Regions from separate parts of the Danio rerio genome. Here region 1 is linked to region 2. A link is a contact called in public HiChIP or PLAC-seq data. All regions are on one chromosome and are shown on one strand. The core of a region is the stretch at or near the end of the contact, and the rest is flanking DNA. Distances in the headings are between cores, read along the strand shown.

Region 1 (5,952 bases), core at 599-3,098, 150 kb after region 2:
TGCTATCTTTGTGCAGCACTGAATAGTTCCCTTTACCTCTTTATGTCTGCCAACAAATCTAGCACGTCTCACATCATTTTCATCATAGACCTGCAATAAAAACAAATAGTAAATAGGAAAAAATATTAAGTTTTTCTTATAAAGTAAATCTGATGTCGGATCTGCTTAACATTTTGTAAAAGTAATATTGTTGATTAATGTCTATTAAGTTATTTAAAGTTTACCATGCAATACATAGTTTTAGGTACATTTTACTCTCTTTGAATGATTTTTCCCCTTAATATACACTGAGGTGAAGTGTATACTGAAGAGTAAATTTGGTTACTATCTATATTACACGATATTATGTACACAAGGGAAGTAATAAAGGTTTTTATGAATTGTATTGCTTTGACATTTTCTTAAAAAACATTATAAACAAAAAATTCCAAGCAAAATATATTTATGTTTTTGAACTTTAAACTATTTAAACCATAATTTCTACAACCTTTGATTCGGTAGCTACTAGAGTTGATTTTTTCGTAGTTGTATTTACTCTATTTAGTGAGTTTTATCATTAGGTTGCAACTAAATGCACAAAATACAAAATAACTGCTATAAATCGAATGGAAAAAAAATAGATCAAATACAAAAAAATGTAATTGAATACAAAAAAGGTTACAAATAAATCAAATGCAAAAATCGAATTAAATACAAAAAAACTGCTATAAATAAATTGAATACAAAAAATCTAATTGAATAGAAAAAACCTGCAACAAATAATCGAATACAATAATGGAATTAAATACAAAAAATGCTACAAATAAAACTAATACAAAAAATCTAATTGAATATAAAAAACCGCTACAAATGTTCGAATACAAAAATGTAATTGAATACAAAATCTTCTACAATTAAATCAAATTAAATACAAAAAAACTGCTACAAATAAATTGTATACAAAAAACTGCTACAAGTAAAACGAATACAAAAACTGAATTGAAAACAAAAAACTGCTACAAACAAATCGAATACAAAAAAATCGAATTGAATACAAAAAAACTGGTACCAAAAAATCAAATACAAAAAAAGGCGATAAATAAAACAAGTACAAAAAACTGCTAACAATTAAATGTATGCAGTTAAGTAGAATTGTTTTGTAAAATAACGTTGTTGATCAATTTCTACTTGAATTAAAGTTTACTGTGCAATATCTAGCTTTAAGTACATTTTACTCTCTTTGAACGATTTTTTTCTCTCAATATAGCACCAACTAAAGTGAAGTGTATACTGAAGAGTAAATTTGGTTACTATCTATATTACACTATATTATCTACACAAGAGAATAAAGGTTTTTATTAATTGTATTACTTTGACATTTTCTTAAAAAAACACTATGAACAAACAATTCCAAGCAAAAAATATTTTTGTATTTGAACTTTAAATTATTTTAACTGTAATTTTTACAACCTTTAACTGGGTAGCAACTTGAATTGATTTTTTTCTGGTTGTATTTTACTCCATTTAATCAGTTTTATCAGTACAATGCAGTCTTTTACCATTAAGTTGCCACTAAATGCACAAAATATCAGCTATTAATGCTTACTCTATAGTCTATTACGCCAGATATAAGCCTCAGTTCTCACAACAAATGCTAACAGTAATAAACAGACGTGCTGCACAGTGTCCTTTAGATCCAGCCTCACCTGTCCCGTGTGGGTAATTATTTCTCCATGGTTAGAAACCGGAACACTGTACTGCTGAACTGGAACTGCTGATAATCTCAAACAGTTGAGCAAAACCTTCGTATTTTTACCGAAGGACAAGATCCTTGGAAGGATGGCTGCCATGTTTGCCTGTGATCATTACCCAGCAGCCTTTGCTTTGCTCTTCATAACTCTCTGCTGACCCCTGTTGGTCGGCAACAAATTCATTATTTTATAATTCTTTGAATTGTTCGTATAAACGAGTTCCTTTAGAGTATATTATGCGCCTGTACTTAGCAGATCCATTGGGTATTTTATATATCCAAACAAATCTTTACATACACAGGTTTGAGGGAAGATTTCGGAGAGTATAATGCGCATGCGTGCGGTATGACTTTCCCACAAAGTCATTGCGTCACAGGAACTGGATGGGTTTTCTTGCGTCTGAAAAGCATGCTACCCTCGCACTGATGTATCTTGGATAAAAACGCTTAAATACACGCGTTTCTATCTGCATATTCAGACAGGTATGCATTAAATATATTTAATTGTTGAAAATATTACTGCAACTTCTTGAATTGAACACGTTCACGTGTTTTAGAACAGTGTTTGGCCTGCAAAGCTAGTCAGCGGCCCACAACGTGAGACTTTTTCCAAAAAAAAAAATCATGCTAATTGTCTTGTTAGCAACGAAGACTTGGACGTTTTTGTATTTGTGAATAAGATTAGAACATTTATTTTGGAATGCTCTGAATACTAGCTGACAGTTATGGGAGAAAACATTTACATGCCAACTTAGCTTTTAAAGGGTCAAGTAAATATTAAGTCAAAAACAATTTTTACAAAAATTAAAAATTGACATTGACATCTCTTGCTTTTTCTGTGAAAGCTATAGACATGTTGTTTTGGGGTTTTATATTAAAGGAAGCAATTCCTTTATTCAAACTTTTTGCATAAACTTTATTTTAATTATTGGAAAGTTTTTTTTCTATACACAATTGCAAATATACTCATTGTAAGCCTATTTTTTATTTTTTTAAACGAGAACTAGCTCTTTATTTATAAACCATCACAGACTCTCGCAACAAGAAAGCTATTAAAACTTTATAAAATATGTGTTTTATTTGATATTCTGCAATAGTTAGTTTTATCCTTGTCATGTGCCCTTAATATTTCTTTTTTTCTTTCTCTCGTTGTCTTTATTTAGTTTTACCTATATTTGTTTTAATTTTGTTACATTCCACTTATTTCAAAAAGTAATATTCCTATTGATTGTACCATACTACTTTCAGTTTTGTATCTGTATTTGTTGTAATGTACTGTTATTATTGCAATAAAATAAATAAATAAATAAAAATAAATAAATATTAAGTCAATGTCAAAGAAGTATATATTATTATGTAATATGAAACATTACTACTATATATATATATATATATATATATATATATATATATATATATATATATATATATATATATATATATATTTTTTTTTTTTTTTTTTTTTTTTTGTGTGTTTGGGACAATAATCATGATGAGATTCAAAGACTTTAAACTGTGCAGCCATTTACCAAGGTAACGCTTCATAATTTTAACGTTACTACATGTCTGAGCATTTATGCTGTTTCATTTTTTTCATTAATATACATGTTAATCTGAGTGTCAATAGTGCAATACTTACATCTTCCCTCACAAGATGCACATTTTCTGGAAGGCACATAATATGTAGGAATGAATTAGTTTCTACATTTTTGGTTAAGCAAGTATTTTACAGTACTTAAAAACTACTCAAAAATGTCTTTGTCAATGTTTTTAAATTATTGTATTTAATATAGCAAAGTCACACAGGAACCAATTTCACATCTGTTACATCCATAACAGAGAGGTGCCTATCTATAACGAAACTTAATAATAAATGCAAAAATGTCAAATAAAATCAGATCTATAATGTTTGTTCGATATAGAGCAACTTTTATCCTTTTGAGTAGCTTTATTTATTTTGGGTTGTGCAGTTTAATTCACAGAATTTCTACAGAGTATGTTGTAAACTGTAAACTCCAGACTTTTTTTGGCACATGATTCATAACGCATGTTTACTTTCCTCATTAATAATACAAAAATGTTTACAGATTGATCCCATAACTCTGTGGTTAGTTGTTTGGGAAAATATAAACAGATGTTTCAATATAATAACATATACTTTCTCCGTAATTTAAGTTTTAAATTTTAACTGCAAATGTCACCCCATAACGCTGGAATTGCTCATTTAGTGTCTTATTGAAATACAAATAACTTCTTGGGTGGTCTGACGGTGTCCAACCAACAAGAAATCTTCCCTTTTGGAGGAACTTTGCCTTTCAAAAAAAAGTTCACCCAAGAATCAGAATTTTCTCAAAGGGAAGGGTTTGCATAAAAATGGGAGTTTCATTACGTACGCAACAACTTATTTGCACGCCAGCAACAGAAACACCGATTCAGGGGAGACAGACAGTGATTCGGAGAGCAGTGATACAGTGGATCTGATTAGGGCTGCACGATTCTGGAAAAAATGTGAATCACAAATTTAGTTTTTTGCTTAAAATCAAGATCACAATCTTTCTCATGATTCTGTAATTGTGAAATAAAGGTTAATATGATTAGCCTATTATTATTGTTAATTCTGAAACATATTGTAAACAACAATAATAACAGGCCTATGTGTAGATCTACTGTTGCTTAAAATGGTATAGTTTGTATTATGGTGGACTTAAACAGACTTTCAATATGTCCTGTTTGTTAATTTACAGTAAAATTATGACATCAGAATACAACTATTCATAACTATAAACTTGAATTATTATGTTTGAGACATGTGCTTGTCATCTGTCATTGACAACATTATTAGACCATTATATTTCCATTATATATATATATAGACTAGGGTTGTTATACTGACACAGTAAACATTTATTTTCATGCACAATTCTTTGTGTTGGCTATGAAAGAAAAAATGTATCAAATGCTTGTCGTAATCATAACTCTAAAATGCGATATGATCATTTAAATGATGTGCGCACAGGTTTCACTTTCACTTCCTAGAGCGTCTCATAGCTGCTGTCACTGTGAGAAAAAAAAAACACACGTGTAAATCAAACCTCCCGCACGGCCCTCAAACGATCGCTCTGTGCAACAAACTGAACGTTATTTACAACTTCATTACATGTTATTCACAGTATATGCAGGTTGTGTTCACAAGTAAGCGTCATTTGCGTGCACGTGCGCGTTCTCAGCAGTAAATAAACAGTGCGTCAACTCGTGTGCGATTTTTCGCGAGCGTGAATACATTATTACATGAAGACAGAAATGACATTTTGGGGTGAATTATACTTTGTAAATACAGTATGTGACACTATTAACACCATTTGAAGGTGTCCATGTTGCTGTGAAGACCTCTACAGCCGCCTTTTCTTCTCTCCTGACCTTGAAAATATAATTGGCTGAATCGTAGAAAAAGCGGAATTGATCGCGTGTAGGGTCGAATCAAGATTGTTATCTTTTTTCGATTAATCGTGCAGTTCTAGATCTAATAACTTTTCATCTGAATACACATAAAAACATTAATCATGCTCTTACCAAATTCTTAGAGAAAGACAATCAACACGAACTGGTGGCAAATCTGGATTTCACCTTTCCCCTTATAAAACAAACTAACCTCGCGTGTTAGCAGGGGAACACATGCTTGCGTTGCAGAGAAATGGAAACAACACTTTGGTTTTGGCACACTTTGAGACGGAACACTGATGATCCAAGTTTCTGAACTTGTTTTTCATCCATCAAATTTAATTGTGCTTGTAACATCATTTGGACCATGCTTCTCTGAACTCCGTAACAGCTAAAAAGTGACGAAGCTATCTCATCCATATTAATGAAGTTTCATCTCATTCATAATAGAGCATGCTGATTGGTTCAAATCAACTCTTCCACATGAATAATACACAGACATGCTGAAAACATGATTTCACTTTGTACTGGCCAGTGCTGATGGCTAATCACAACGCTGGAATTTACACAATGATCTAAGCGTCATGATGTAGCTTCAAAATTTATTTTCAAACCGGAAGAATAAATTTTCTTAAAAAAAAAAAAAAAAAGCAAAAGCATGTGTTTCCTAATAACATGTGTAATAATAGTGTTTTTAGCAATGTGGCACATATATGTGACTGTCAACATCTTAAAAATGTTTTAGTGTTTCGTGACTCTTTAAAGAGTGTTCAAACTATTGAATT
Region 2 (6,377 bases), core at 663-3,162:
AGAATTAGCACTGAGGAAAGCGGCGCTCGCCCAATTGTGTAGTTTCCCAATCTGGCAAGTATAAATTCCGTTTGTGGAGAGAAAAGCAGGATGGGTTGAAGGTGAGGCCCTGAGGCCTGCAGGCGTCGACGGGATACTGAGTTTTTGCGTATTATCAGGACTTGTTGCCGTCTCCGCCAAAGACCAGATTTTGGGTTTGCTGTTTCCAGGCCTTTGACACACTGCTCCACCAGGAGACACCTCACCAACGCTTTTGACCACATTCTGTTCTCTATTACCACTCGACATAGGACTGTCCGTGTTTTTAAGTGCTGGGGAAGATAATATCCGCGGTGTTTCAATGTTTTCAATCGCGTGCGGGTTATTCGCTGCTTCCTTGTTCTGGTCCACTCTGGGCTCCTCCGCCTTGTCCATATCGATGGTCTCCAGATCGATTTCTTCCTCGTCGTCATTTTTGTCCGCATCATCCTCGTTGTCGCTGTCGAAAATTCGCCCGTCTCTGTCCTCGGCACTGCGACCCCAGGTCACTTTATTCTCCTTTTTGAGTCTCCGGCGCGCGTTGGCGAACCAGGTGGACACCTGCGTAAGGGTCATCTTCGTGATGATGGCCAGCATGATCTTCTCACCTTTGGTGGGATACGGGTTCTTTTTGTGTTCCTGCAACCATGCTTTCAGTGTGCTGGTGGTTTCTCTGGTAGCGCTCTTGGCCCGGGCCGGATCACCGTACTGATACTGGCCGTATGGATAAAAACCGGGCGCAGCGTGCACTGCAAATCCTGGAGGATGAGCCCCGGGGTTATCCTTCAGCTCATACTGCGACCCCTGGGGATTAGAAAAATTAATTATCAGTAGGTTTGTAGACATGCACAGGAAAGAGTAATACGAATGTCGTTCCTTCTATTTTGGTATTATTTTGAAAAGTGTTAAAGTAGTATTTCAACACGAGAAATGAACTGTTGCTGCAAACTTCTAGCAGTGATTTACTTTTAAAACAAACACTGGAAACCTAAATAAAATTACTTATGCAGAACTATAATTTGGAAATATAAAGTTTAATAATTATTATTCGATAATTACAGTGCCAAAATAGAGATTATTTCAAATGTTAGAGAATTAAAAAAATCGCTAATTAATCTTAAAAATAAATGCAGTCATTGTCTCTTGTTCTTCTTTTATGTATGCAGAACTGTTTTAGTCTGTGAAAGTAGAACAACTACAAATTACAATTTGTTGTTTTTAATTAAAAACATTAGTTTTTAAATCCGTTCAATTCCGATTATTTTAAAGATTGCGTTTATATTTTTAACCTCTCGAAACACTGCCATATAAAACATTTAATATACATCTGATAAACATTTAAAACTAATAGTTTAATGCAAAATGTAATGTTTAAAGTTTAATTCATCTTATTATATATATATATATATATATATATATATATATATATATATATATATATATATATATATATATATATATATATTAGACAGATATTTACCACTGTAAAATACTTTATAACATGTATATATAAACTGTCTTACCATCTGAGAGAGCAGGGCCAGCTCGGCACTGTTGTAAGGTAAGAAGGCGCTATAATTTTGCACGGTCCACGGATTCGCATACATGCCGAGCATCGGCGTGATAGCAGCCGCTGCAGTCGCGGGATTTGCGCTGTTGTCCGAGCTTCCCTCGCGTGGAGAGGACGGCATTACACCCGTGCGCTCCGCTCCGTACACCTCTTGGGAGGCGTTTAGGAACTGTGGGTAACCCAGTTGGGGGAACGACATGTCCAACTCCCGAGGAACTCTGTCGGAGATTTACAAGAGAGAAGGGCAATCCACTTTCAATCACAGCAATAACTCTCGCTTGGTGCAGAAGCGCGGTCTCTTCAGGAGGAACGTCTAGTGATGCGTCTACCCTCTGGACCTCTCACAATTTGAAGTTGACGGCTTGATTGGCATGATACTTAAGCGCGAGGCCCCTCCTATCCGGGGCCACGCGATAAGTAGGCTGCAGTGTGTGTTATTGTGTGTTTTTGTGGCAGTGTAAACGAAGTGCTTAGTTACATATACGCCTTGTTCGCGTAAAAATGTGGAATGTGACAACAAATATATAAATATTTAACATAAAATAAATAGTTTTGCATTATAAAATGTTAAGAGCAGTGTTGCTGGGCATGACTGCATTTATGCATTTCTGAACTTTCTTCATATTAATTTAAGGTAAATAATTTAATTAATAAAGCTTATAGCTAATATTAACGAGACACAATTAATGCAAAAATGCTAGTGGAGTTGTCTGGTTAACTATTCTTACTTTTGTAAACACACGAATTAATAGGCTAAATGAATAAAATACAGTGTACTATATTTAAAAAAAATTAAAGAATTAAAAGAAAAAAATCTTAATTTTACAAAAATAAAACGATAAAATACAGTTAAAAACTTCTTAGCAGTGTTTTTAAGACAAGTTTGTTCTGTTACAAAATATTTAAAGTATTTTAAATTTCATGATTTTATGAATTAAGTGACATTTGACGCTAACAAACAGACTGATAAACTTGTTACTATAGTGCAATTATGTAATTTAGTTACACATATCAATATGAAATGTTTGCATCATCTAAGCGGTCTGTGCATTTAACTGATATATAATAAATGCTTCAAGTTTTCCTTATCTTGATATAATTATTATCTATGAACATTTTAAATAAAGTGTTATGTAAATAGGATAGAAAACGGCATTTTTGTACAGTGTTTATTAACTCCATCTACGATTAAATGCACTGACATTTATTGATTGCGCAATGCCATAACCTATCTATCTCCAGTCAATATTTCATGTTTTATTTAACGCGCATGCGGCTCAGGAGTTTGTATGTATAAGCGGCTTCAACGTCTGGTAGTGTGGAGTCGTGAAGAAGGCAATAATGGAGTGTAATAGTGATTTGATGGAGCGGAGAGAATCATCATCATCGCTCCCCTCCCTCTCACAGCGCGCGCGCACACACACAAGCGTTCACACGGCGTGCCAGAGAGGGTCTCAGTAATGTCCAACAGGGAAACAAACGATCCCGTTTATGGTAATTTGCACATTAGCATCACACAGGTTGTCCCGTGATAAGGTGACAGGTTAATGAAATGCTCCATTCAGAGGAGCCATTTGATCCCTCTGAGAGGTTGTGATAAGGAGCCAACCAGAGAAGCCTGCAATTAAAACCACAGCCTATCTCTCCATCCCAGTATATTTTCTCTCTCCTCCTCTCATCCACGGCTGGTAATGAGGGCTAACACCCCTGTCTGCGCTAATCCTCCCCCTGGGTGCACCTTGCTATCAGATGTTAGCTTTGTAATTATTTATCCAAAAAGTCATAATTTCATGCTTGAGTAGCAAATGAGTTTGGCGAGCTGGTTAGGCAATTCTCTTCGTGTCCTGCGAAGCGGAGAGCGGGATTTAATGATTTAATTACAGCAGTTAGTCCTCCATTTGGCGCTAAGGAGTTTCACGTTTTAAAATGGCTATGGAGTCACCTGCCGTTGACGATTTCGGATGTTATAATCCACGTTTCCATTAATATTAATATTAAAAATCCATCCTGACAGCAATCTCTTCATCAAAAGTGAGCTGCATGATACAAAACCAAGAAGACGACACTTTTGCAATAGAAGGATCATTTTGGGTTTCATTAAAAATGTAATAAAGTTCTTAAAACTTAAATGGGGAAAGAGTTCTAAGAACTATTTTTTTTATATTAGTGTGAAAAGCACTTTATAAGTCTATTTTTTGCAATTGTTGGATAAAAAGTTTGCATGGATGTTAAGGGTTCTTCATGGAATTGTTGAATTCTTTTATATTGTAATTCCGGTTGTATTTTGCCCTCAAGGGTTTATAAATAAGTTTTACATTCAGAAATTAAGGTTTAAATAACTTATTGGCAACTGTACATTTTGTTTAGTAGTTTAAACTTACACCATCTTAAAGAGATAGTTCTCTTAAAATTGAATTTTTTACCATTTACTCACACACACAAGTGGTTGTAAATGTTTATGAATTTCTTTCTTCTGTTGAACACAAAACAAGACGTTGTAAAAGAATGTTGGGGAGAAAAAAAATCATAGTAATGACACAAACACTGTTTGAAAGAAACTCAAACAGGTTTGAAACAGGTGAAGGATGAATAAATCATGGCAGAATTTTCATTTTTGGGTAAACCATCCTTAGTAAAAATAAATAAAAAAATAAATAATATCCCAAGTAAATTTTAAAAACATACAAATGAAGATAACAGTTCCCAATTTTGAGTTTTCACCAAAATTACTAATTTACATAATAAAACATAATCAGGTACTTTGACAACAAACCTTTTACTCTCATTTGTGTGATTGTAGATTGTATAGTTTAGATAAAAACTATTATAATAACCTACAGTGTAAGGAAACCATGAGAGAACCAGTGTTTTCTGGAGTTTTTACATTATGGCTGTGCAAGGGTAGACTTTCTTGTTTACCCTAATATTCAACAGCTAATTGACATCTTTATTTAAAGCAGGATATTCTATCCCCAACTTCTGTTTTGTAGACTATGTCTGTGCCAGTTTGTTAAAAAATATGCTAAATGAAAATCCATTCCAGCCTATCAGTTAGACTACTTTCAATGCTTTAATCACTTTCCCTGAGTCTGGTAATTGTTTGGTTTATTGATTTCTCTTTTATTTGTTCGTTGTATCTAAACATGCTGTGTTGAGTTTGTATAATAACGCCGAATTTACACTGCAAAGGCAGCATAGATGTGCTTCTGAAGCAGCATTTAGATATCTGTACACAGCCTGGTTATTGATCTTCAGAGGTGCCATGGATGCATTTACGTTGAAATTACAACTGTACACTGCTGACGTTAGATTTGGTTTTATATAAACTATATTGTTTATATTCTAATGGATAAAATATCATTTAAAGTATGTATACAATTAACACTTTTATTGTCTTAGACAAGCACATTACATCAAATAATCAAAGACTGATTCATAAAATAATTCACAATATAAATGTATAAAGCCAGTCTCAACTTCCATGCCTGTTTTGACTCTTGAGTGAAAAGCCCACCAAATATTTACTACACCATAATGGTCTTTTTCTCCATTTGCATCTCCTGCCTTCACTGGCGCTGGAGCTATAATTGAAGGTTGGTCTCAGTTTACAGGCCATGAAGAAGATCAAAATGCCTCGTTTCCTCGTGTACATAAAGTGTGAATTTCCTAAAACGCCCAAGAAAGAGAAACCAAAACCAAAAGCCGCTACTACTTTAAAAGGGAAATGGCTTGATCAGTTTTCTGCTGACACAGAATCAAAGCGTCTTTGAAATGCCGGTGTTTTTAATTTTTTTTCCCCTGTGAGCTTTTTTTTTTCATCTTACTGCATACATGTGAGAGCGAAACGAGCGCTTCCTAAACCTCCACCTCCAACTGTGAGTGTTGAAACAGCACGGTTTTAATATGAAGGCTCTGACCCTGATTGTCATCTTTCACTCCATCTCCATCTGCCTCTGTATCTGATTTGATGACACGGGGGACCGGGGCTCATTTTGCAGTCCATTAACAGAGGGCAGGACTCCAGATCCCATGGGTCCTGGTGAATCCCCCCTCCTGACTGTCCTCACCTCTCTAACCTCCCCCCTCAGTTGCTGACCTTTCTAACACTGTTGGCTAAACATTGCCTCCCTCTGTAATGAGCCATTAAACTGAATGCATTAATGACCATTTAGGTTGTGTGTGTGTGTGTGTGTGTGTGTCATTGCAGTAGGGTTTTGTTTTTATTGCATATATTCTGAATACCGTCATATCTGTTGTCCTTGGATTGTTGAAGTGCTTTATTGTGTTCATAATATCCAGACATTTTTTAAATCCCACAAGAAAGAAACAAAGGTAATCCTAATGAAGAGGAGATTAATTACCCGCATTTGTGTGATCGTGTGTGTCAGGCGAACATGAAGAAGGTGTGTGTGTGTGTGTGTGTGTGTGTATGTGTGTCGGCCTTTTAGTTGACAGCAGTGGAGGAAGTGTGTGCCAATATTTCCTTTCCTCCCGGATGTCCTCTAACAGAACTGCTCTCACAGACCAGGTGTTGATTTGCTCTTTGTGAAAATGGAGGAATGGCAAATATTTGTTGCAGAGCTCAGGAATTAGTGGTTTTAGTGCTATTTATTTACATTAATCTTGCGCTGATTTAGGAATTGACTAAAGATAACAATGTGGCATTCACATGACAGAGTTTTCAAATAAAAACTGTAAATGCATTTTAGTGTTTTGGGGGCAAATTTTTGGAAACGGGTTTCAGAATGGAAGATTTTGAAAATGATATGGATACACTATAAAAAAATTA

Evidence for each region. HiChIP or PLAC-seq counts read pairs in DNA pulled down with a chosen protein or histone mark.
Region 1: a contact with region 2 is called in an H3K4me3 HiChIP or PLAC-seq map of gastrula embryo, with 4 times the contacts expected there. The contact joins the promoter of ndufs6 here to the promoter of irx1b in region 2. A contact is called at or near these places in 6 of 18 Hi-C or Micro-C datasets (embryo and an unstated tissue) and 2 of 4 datasets of contacts at active chromatin or transcription factors (embryo and gastrula embryo).

The regions. Positions count from the first base shown.
Region 1 is chr19:30,700,807-30,706,758 of GRCz12tu, forward strand. It overlaps ndufs6 (NADH:ubiquinone oxidoreductase subunit S6), which reads right to left and starts at 1,849. Exons shown (of 4, transcript NM_001004651.1): 1 at 1,686-1,849; 2 at 37-90. The coding sequence starts at 1,829. mrpl36 (mitochondrial ribosomal protein L36) reads left to right here and starts at 2,095. Exons shown (of 2, transcript NM_001099257.1): 1 at 2,095-2,212.
Region 2 is chr19:30,547,324-30,553,700 of GRCz12tu, forward strand. irx1b (iroquois homeobox 1b) reads right to left here and starts at 1,913. Exons shown (of 4, transcript NM_131823.1): 1 at 1,542-1,913; 2 at 1-822. The coding sequence starts at 1,787. All of the region lies in intron 2 of LOC141379111 (a long non-coding RNA gene), which reads left to right.